Linked DNA regions of Callithrix jacchus: region 2 is linked to region 1. A link is a contact called in public Hi-C data. All regions are on one chromosome and are shown on one strand. The core of a region is the stretch at or near the end of the contact, and the rest is flanking DNA. Distances in the headings are between cores, read along the strand shown.

Region 1 (3,458 bases), core at 242-2,741:
TTGAACCAGAAGGTGGAGGTTGCAGTAAGCCAAGATCATACCACTGCACTCCAGCCTGGACGACAGAGCAAGACTCCATCTCCAAAAAAAGAGAAAAAATAAATAAATAAACAAACAAACAAAAAATGTACTAAAAGTGGTAACTAGAAATTATTTTCAAGGTTGGCGCTTTTGCACCATTGGCTAGATGAGGCAACCAAGTGCATTTCTTTTGATGCATGCCCATCTTGATCCTCTGATCAGCTCCCAAGAACAGGGACAGACCCGGCATGGTGGCTCACGCCTGTAATCCCAGCATTTTGGGAGGCGGAAGCAGGCAGATCACCTGAGGTCAGGGGTTCAAGACCAGCCTGGCCAACATGTGAAATCTTATCTCTACTAAAAATACAAAAATTAGCCAGGCATGGTGGCGGGCCCTTGTAATCCCAGCTGCTTGGGAAGCGGAGGCACGAGGATCACTTGAACCCAGGAAGTGGAGGTTGCAGTGAACTGAGATTACACCACTGCACTCCAGCCTGGGTGACAGCAAGACTCGTCTCAAAAAAAAAAAAAAAAAAAAAAGGGACAGATTCTGTTCTCTATTCATCCCCTCAGTGCAAATCTCTGGCCCCAGGTTCCTCATCATCATTCAAACCCAACATATATTCGGCATTAACTATAAGCAAGTGCTGTTATTAAACCCATTTATAGATGAGGGCGCCAAGGCTTATCAAGGATAAAGACTTGAAGGCCACACAGCTGCAGGAGGCCAGGCCGGACCAGGGTTTATGTTGTTAACACTAAATTGTTTGGAGAAACAGCAAACCCAGCTGTGGGGGAATGGGAGGGGTGGGTGTGAAGCCTGAGGCTAACTTCCTCCCACCCAGCCGTTCTGTCCTCTCTGCAATAAAGTTCATAGTCCAGGAAATTCCTTGCAAGTGACAATATGACTCTTAAACTTTCCAGAAGATAAGAATTACTGGGCCAGAGCCTCCCTTACTGCTTGCCATCCCGTCAGCTGATGCTCAATAACTCTTTCTTTGCCAGTAGCCTGCCTGCCCTTCAGTTTACCGGAGAGGCCCTAGTGACAACCAGGCCCACCTCCCATCACCCGGAACCCATTCCTGCCACCTCACCCAACCCCACCCTTCCCTTTCCCCTTTCACTCTGGGAGTTTTTTGCAGTTCATCTGCTCAGCCAAAGAGAAGCAACTGCTAATGTTAAGCTGAGATTTGGGTTGGGCCAGGGGGCACCTTTAAAATAAAAATTTACTCAGGTCCAGGAAACAGCTACAAATGATCTTGGAAATGCAGGCACTCCGTCTCCTGGTTACATACCCCAGGCAATGCCCAGCGCAGCATCTGAAGGGGCCTTGTTTATCAACTGTCATGGACTCAGGCACCAAACAGACCTGCCTGCTACCAGGGTCTCCTGCAGCCCCTGCCTCCAGAAATGACCACCCCTGAGACGAAAGCTTCTCTTGGGAAGAAACTGAGGAGGAGATTTTACAGTTTGCTCAGGGCTTCCCACTCTTTGTTGCTGGGAAATTCTTCCTGTAGCCAGCTTCAGATCCTGTCAACACATACTGAACAACAGGATTATTTGTGTTGTGCTCGCATCTGCCGTATGTAATCTCCTTTTATTTTTTTCTGAGTTAACTTTGCTTTTTTTCTTTTTTTTCTTTTTTCTGCTGACTACCTACTCATCTGTTATAACTTTTTGATTGTGTAAGAACACAACATGAGAGCTACCTTCTTTTTTTTTTTTTAAGACGGGGTTTCACCATGTTGGTCGGACTGGTCTTGAACTCCCGACCTCAGGTGATCCGCCCGCCTTGGCCTCCAAAGTGCTTGGATTACAGGCATAAGCCACTACTTCCAGCCTGAGAGCTACCTTCTTAACAAAATGTTAAGTTTAACATCTCCTTTTAATTTAGATAAAATAGTAGGCATTGGGCTGGGCGCAGTGGCTCATGCCTGTAATCCCAGCACTTTGGGAGGCCAAGACCTGATGTCAAGAGTTCGAGACCAGTCTGGCCAACCTGGTGAAACCCCATCTCTACCAAAAATACAAAATTAACTGGGCGTGGGATTATAGGTGCTTGCCTATAATCCCAGCTACTTGGGAAGCTGAGGCAGGAGAATCACTGGAACCTGGGAGGCCGAGGTTACAGTGAGCCGAGATCGTGCCATTGCACTCCAGCCTGGGTGACAAGAGCAAAACTCCAACTCAAAAAAAAAAAAAAGTGGGCATTGAGTGCTTATATGTTAAGCACTTTGTATTTGATCATTTTAACCCCCACAACAAAACATTAATCATCAATATATATGATAAATAACAATTACAGGTATTAATAAACCCATTTCACAGATAGGACATGAAGAGAGAATGAGTGAATCATGCATGGTCATACAGTTACAGAATTGGGATTTTTTTTTTTCCAAGACAGGGTCCTGCTTTGTCTCCCAAGCTGGAGTGTAGTGGCATGATCACAGCTCACTGCAGCTTCTACTTTCTGGACTAAAGCCATCTTCTCACTTCAGCCTCCTGAGTAGCTGGGACTACAAGTGTGCACCACCATGGCCAGACAATTTTTGTAGGGGTGTTTGTTTGTCTGTTTGTTTTGAGACAGATTTGGGGTTTCACGTGTTGGCCAGACTGGTCTCAAACTCCTAACCTCAGGTGATCCACCCACCTCGACCTCCTAAAGTGCTGGGATTACAGGCATGAGCCATCATACACCGCCAGAATTTTTGTATTTTTTGTAAAGACAGTGTTTCACCATGTTGCCCAGGCTGTTCTCAAACTCCTGAGCTCAAGCAGTCTGCTGGCCTCAGCCTCCCAAAGGGCTGGGGTTACAGGCGTGAACTACAATGCCCTGCCTACAGAGTTGGGACTTAAATTCAGGCAGTCCAACTTCAGAACTCTTGCACTTCATTAGAGACACTCTGTGTCTTTTTCCAGTTCTCCTTTCTCCAAATGGTATTATTCTATCTCTGTAAACCTATCCTTATTTCCCTGTGAGTCAGGACTCATGCCTAGGACTGTTGCCAAAGACCCTGAATAGATTTATAGTAGGGACCAGAGGCATGGAACATTCCCTTTCCATCACTTAATTCAATCTCTGATGAAGTCTATACCAGTCATTCCCCTGGACAGACATCTTGCTCATATCATTCTCAACAAAGTGGCTTCTAACCCTATCTGGAGGACTGGATAGCCATTCTGGCAGACCAGTGGCCCTAGTCACAAGGGAAAAAGAAACGCTGTTTGCAAGCAGCTGTATTTGCTAAGTAAAACACATTGACAGGCTGAGTGCAGCCTGTAATCTCAGCACTTTGGGAGGCCAAGGTGGGCAGATCATTTAAGGTCAGGAGTTCAAGGCCAGCCTGGCTAACATGGTGAAACCCCAGCTCTACTAAAAATACAAAAATTAGCTGGGAGTGGTGGCAGGTGCTTGTAATCCCAGCTACTCAGGA
Region 2 (3,458 bases), core at 473-2,972, 52 kb before region 1:
TTTCTAGAATGGTGACCATGGGTGAGTAACTCAGCCTCTCTGTACCTCAGCTTCTATGTAAGTAAAATAGTGTTAATAATATTCACCTTGTGGAGTTCTTTTAAAGATTACACAAGTTAATATTTCTAATGCTCTTAAAGCAGTGCTTGGTTCAAAATAAAAGCTATATTGTAAAATGAAAATATAGGCCAGGAGGCCTGGCACAGTGGCTCACGCCTATAATCCCAGCACTTTGGGAGGCCAAGGCGGGTGGATCACGAGGTCGAGAGATCCAGACCATCCTGGTCAACATGGTGAAACCCCATCTCTACTAAAAATACAAAAATTAGCTGGGCATGGTGGCGTGCACCTGTAGTCCCAGCTACTTGGGAGGCTAAGGCAGGAGAATTGCTTGAACCCAGGAGGCGGAGGTTGAGGTGAGCTGAGATCACGCCATTGCACTTCAGCCTGGGTAACAAGAGAGAAACTCCGTCTCAAAAAAAAAAAAAAAAAAAAAAAAGGAAAATATAGGCCAGGAGTGGTGGCTCATGCCTGTAATTCCAGCACTTTGGAAAGCCAAGTTAGAAGGATCACTTGAGCTCAGGTGTTCGAGACCAGCTTGGGCAATAAAGTGAGACCCTTCCATCTCTCAAAATAAAAAAATCTATCTATCTATATATATATATAAAATAGGATTGGTGTAAATATTAAATAATTTTTTGGAGTGCCTCGCCCATACCGGTGCTTTAAAAACGTTAGCTCCCAGGCTGGGCGCCATAATCCCAGTACTTTGGGAGGCCAAGGCAGGCAGATCACAAGGTCAGGAGTTTGAGACCAGCCTGGCCAACATGGTGAAACCTTGTCTCTACTAAAAATACAAAAATTAGCTGCGTGGTGATGGGCGCCTTTAGTCCCAGCTACTCAGGAGGCTGAGGCAGGAGAATCACTTGAACCCAGGAGGCCGAGGTTGCTGTGAGCCGAGATCGCCTGGACAACAGAGCAAGACTCCGTCTCAAACAAATAAATAAAAATAAAAACGTTAGCTCTCTTCCCACTTCATGCCCAATGTGATAATTTTCCTAACGTTCAAATCCCAAAGAACTTTCTGAAAAGCTGGAAGAGTATTCTTCAGGAGGGGTGAGAAATAACTGGAAGTGAAAGAATACCAGGCTGGAAGGGGGTAGGGGCATCTGCAGAGGGCTTTGCTGGCCACGAAAAATGGGAAGTGTCTTTCTGGAAGGTTTCCCCAGACAAATGAAGAACAGTGATAAAGAAAAGGATCCAATGATGGGGACGAAGGACATGAAGAGGGTTGTGTGAGTACCAGGGATCGCTGATGTCTAAGGGACAGCTCCTTGGTAGAATCTGGTTTAGGAAATCGGGGAAGGGCAGGAAATGAACGTTAAAGGAGGGACTGAGAAGTGGGGAGCCCCGGAGCCGAGGGACAGTGAGGGTGAGTGGCTGACGCTGTGGAACGCCACCAGGGAGGACAGCAGGGTACCCAGGGGAGCTGGGTCCCGTGCGGGGATAAGAAGACGTGTCTAGCCAGGTTTTCAGGGGAGAGGCACCAGAAGACTGTGGTCTGATACCAACACCGGGCTTTGGGGCGCTCTTACCCGCTATTCCTATTCCCTCGTCTCGCCCCGCTGGGCTGCCAGTTCCGCTCGCAAACACACCTGCTGGCCCCCTTCTCGAAGGATGAAGTAGTAACGCTCCCATTGGCTGCCCAACAGCCCCAACCCCAACCCGCGCTCGCGCTAACTTTGGGTCTGCCCGGCCCTCATATTTGCATAAGGAGACTTCTAGGCCTTCGATTGGCCCCTGCAGTAGCTGCCATGCCCCGTCCCTCTTGAATGCAACCGCCTGGGCGCTAGGGGAGGGAAACGCCCACAGTTGTCCCTGGAAACTCAGAGGACGCGCGCACCGCGCACCCGGGCGCCAGGGGCTGGACCGCCGCTCGCCCCCGCAGCCCTACACGCGCCCAGCTAGCGGAGCCGCAGCCCCAGCCCACCCGCGCCAGTCCCTTCGGGGCGCAGTGGGCCAGCGCGACCAGAGCGTCCTGCTCCAGAGGTCCAGCTGCGCTGGGCTGCGGTGAGGGAGGAGGGCGCTTTGAATTTAGGCCCCCGGTAGAGGGCAAACCTGAAGCAGGAGGCACCGTGGGAAAATTTTGGTTGGAGACTCAGCATCTCAGGCATATTAGTGCCTGTGTAACCTTGGGCAGGCATCATTACCTCTGTAAGGCTTAGCTTCTTCAACAGGAAAATGGGCATTGCAAAACCGTAATGACCGCTCAGACTTACTGAATCCTGACCTTGCCTCCAGAGTGTAGGGTGTCATGGCCTCCAGTGAACTGATCAGTAAGAGAGAGCCGCCCAGACCCAACTGAAGAGTCAGTAAGACTCAAGGGGTCAGGGATATGGGCTTTTCACAGCCACCATTTGGTCTTCAGGTGGAGAATCTGTAGTAGTGACTGGATTCAAATCATTGTAGACGGCCGGGCACTGTGGCTCATGCCTGTAATCTCAGCACTTTGGGAGGCCTAGGTGGGTGGATCGCTTGAGCTCAGGAGTTCAAGACTAGCTGGGCAACATGGCGAAACCCCCTCTGTACTAAAAATATAAAAATTAACCGGGCGTGGTGCACATACCTGTGGCCCCAGCTATTCAGGAGGCTGAGGCAGGAGAATCGCTTGAACCCGGTGGCAAAGTTTGCATTAAGCTGAGATCTCGCCACTGCACAACAGCCTGGGCAACAGAGGGAAACCCTGTCTCAAACAAATAAAATAAACACTCATTTGGGCCTGAGTTGGTAACCTAAGTTCCTCCCAACACAGATCCTCTTCACCTGCTGATCTGCACAGGCAGAATATCAGAGGCAAAGGTGTAGCTTAGCCCCAAGCCGACCCTGGAAGCCTGCCACGTGGTGCTTACAGTCACCCCAGAGTGAACAGAGGGCCCAAGGTGAAACCAGTGGCCCATCTGCTGCTCTTCCAGAAACCTCCCTGCCATTCAATCAGTCCTCTTCTCTTTTCCCTGCAGGTAGCCCCGTGCTGTGATGCCCCTCCCTGTCTCCCAGGCCCTGAGGGGTAAGGTGACCATCATCAACTGGTCACCCAGCAGATGCTTCCCTAAGACCAACTGTCGCAGCTCTGTTCTCCTCCCCCATCCCACTGTTTTCTTTCCCCAGCGTCCTACCAATCTGCTCTGCCTGGCTCCTGTTTGGTCTCAGGTCCCTCAGGAGTGATATTGTGATGGAAATGAGGGAGAGGATGCAGGAGAGAGCAGCAAAGATTTACGGCTTTCAAAGGGTTTCCATTAAAATCACTGACAGCTGGTTATTTATGAGAGGCTGCAACCGGAGCTCATAGGCCAGAGCCTGGCACTAATGTCCTTTCGGAGCTGATGACAGGAGCAAACGCAGGGTGAATACAGCAAACAGTGGAGCTGCCCTCACTGTAGAGCAAAGCAAGCTTCAACCCG

What was found. Hi-C and Micro-C count contacts between places; a contact is called where the count stands out from the background.
Region 2: a contact with region 1 is called in a Hi-C map of induced pluripotent stem cells, with 5 times the contacts expected there. The contact joins the promoter of TTLL6 here to the enhancer-like site in region 1. A contact is called at or near these places in 3 of 3 Hi-C or Micro-C datasets (induced pluripotent stem cells and skeletal muscle).

The regions. Positions count from the first base shown.
Region 1 is chr5:117,426,039-117,429,496 of calJac240_pri, reverse strand. No RefSeq gene overlaps it. Among named protein-coding and RNA genes, the nearest start is that of ATP5MC1, 19 kb to the right of the region's middle. Within about 2 kb of position 1,491, at least 4 of the 16 cell types and tissues checked have an H3K27ac peak or open chromatin away from gene starts, as enhancers often do.
Region 2 is chr5:117,478,185-117,481,642 of calJac240_pri, reverse strand. TTLL6 (tubulin tyrosine ligase like 6) reads right to left here and starts at 1,722. Exons shown (of 18, transcript XM_078374247.1): 1 at 1,596-1,722. It overlaps CALCOCO2 (calcium binding and coiled-coil domain 2), which reads left to right and starts at 1,889. Exons shown (of 15, transcript XM_078374248.1): 1 at 1,889-2,070; 2 at 3,018-3,458.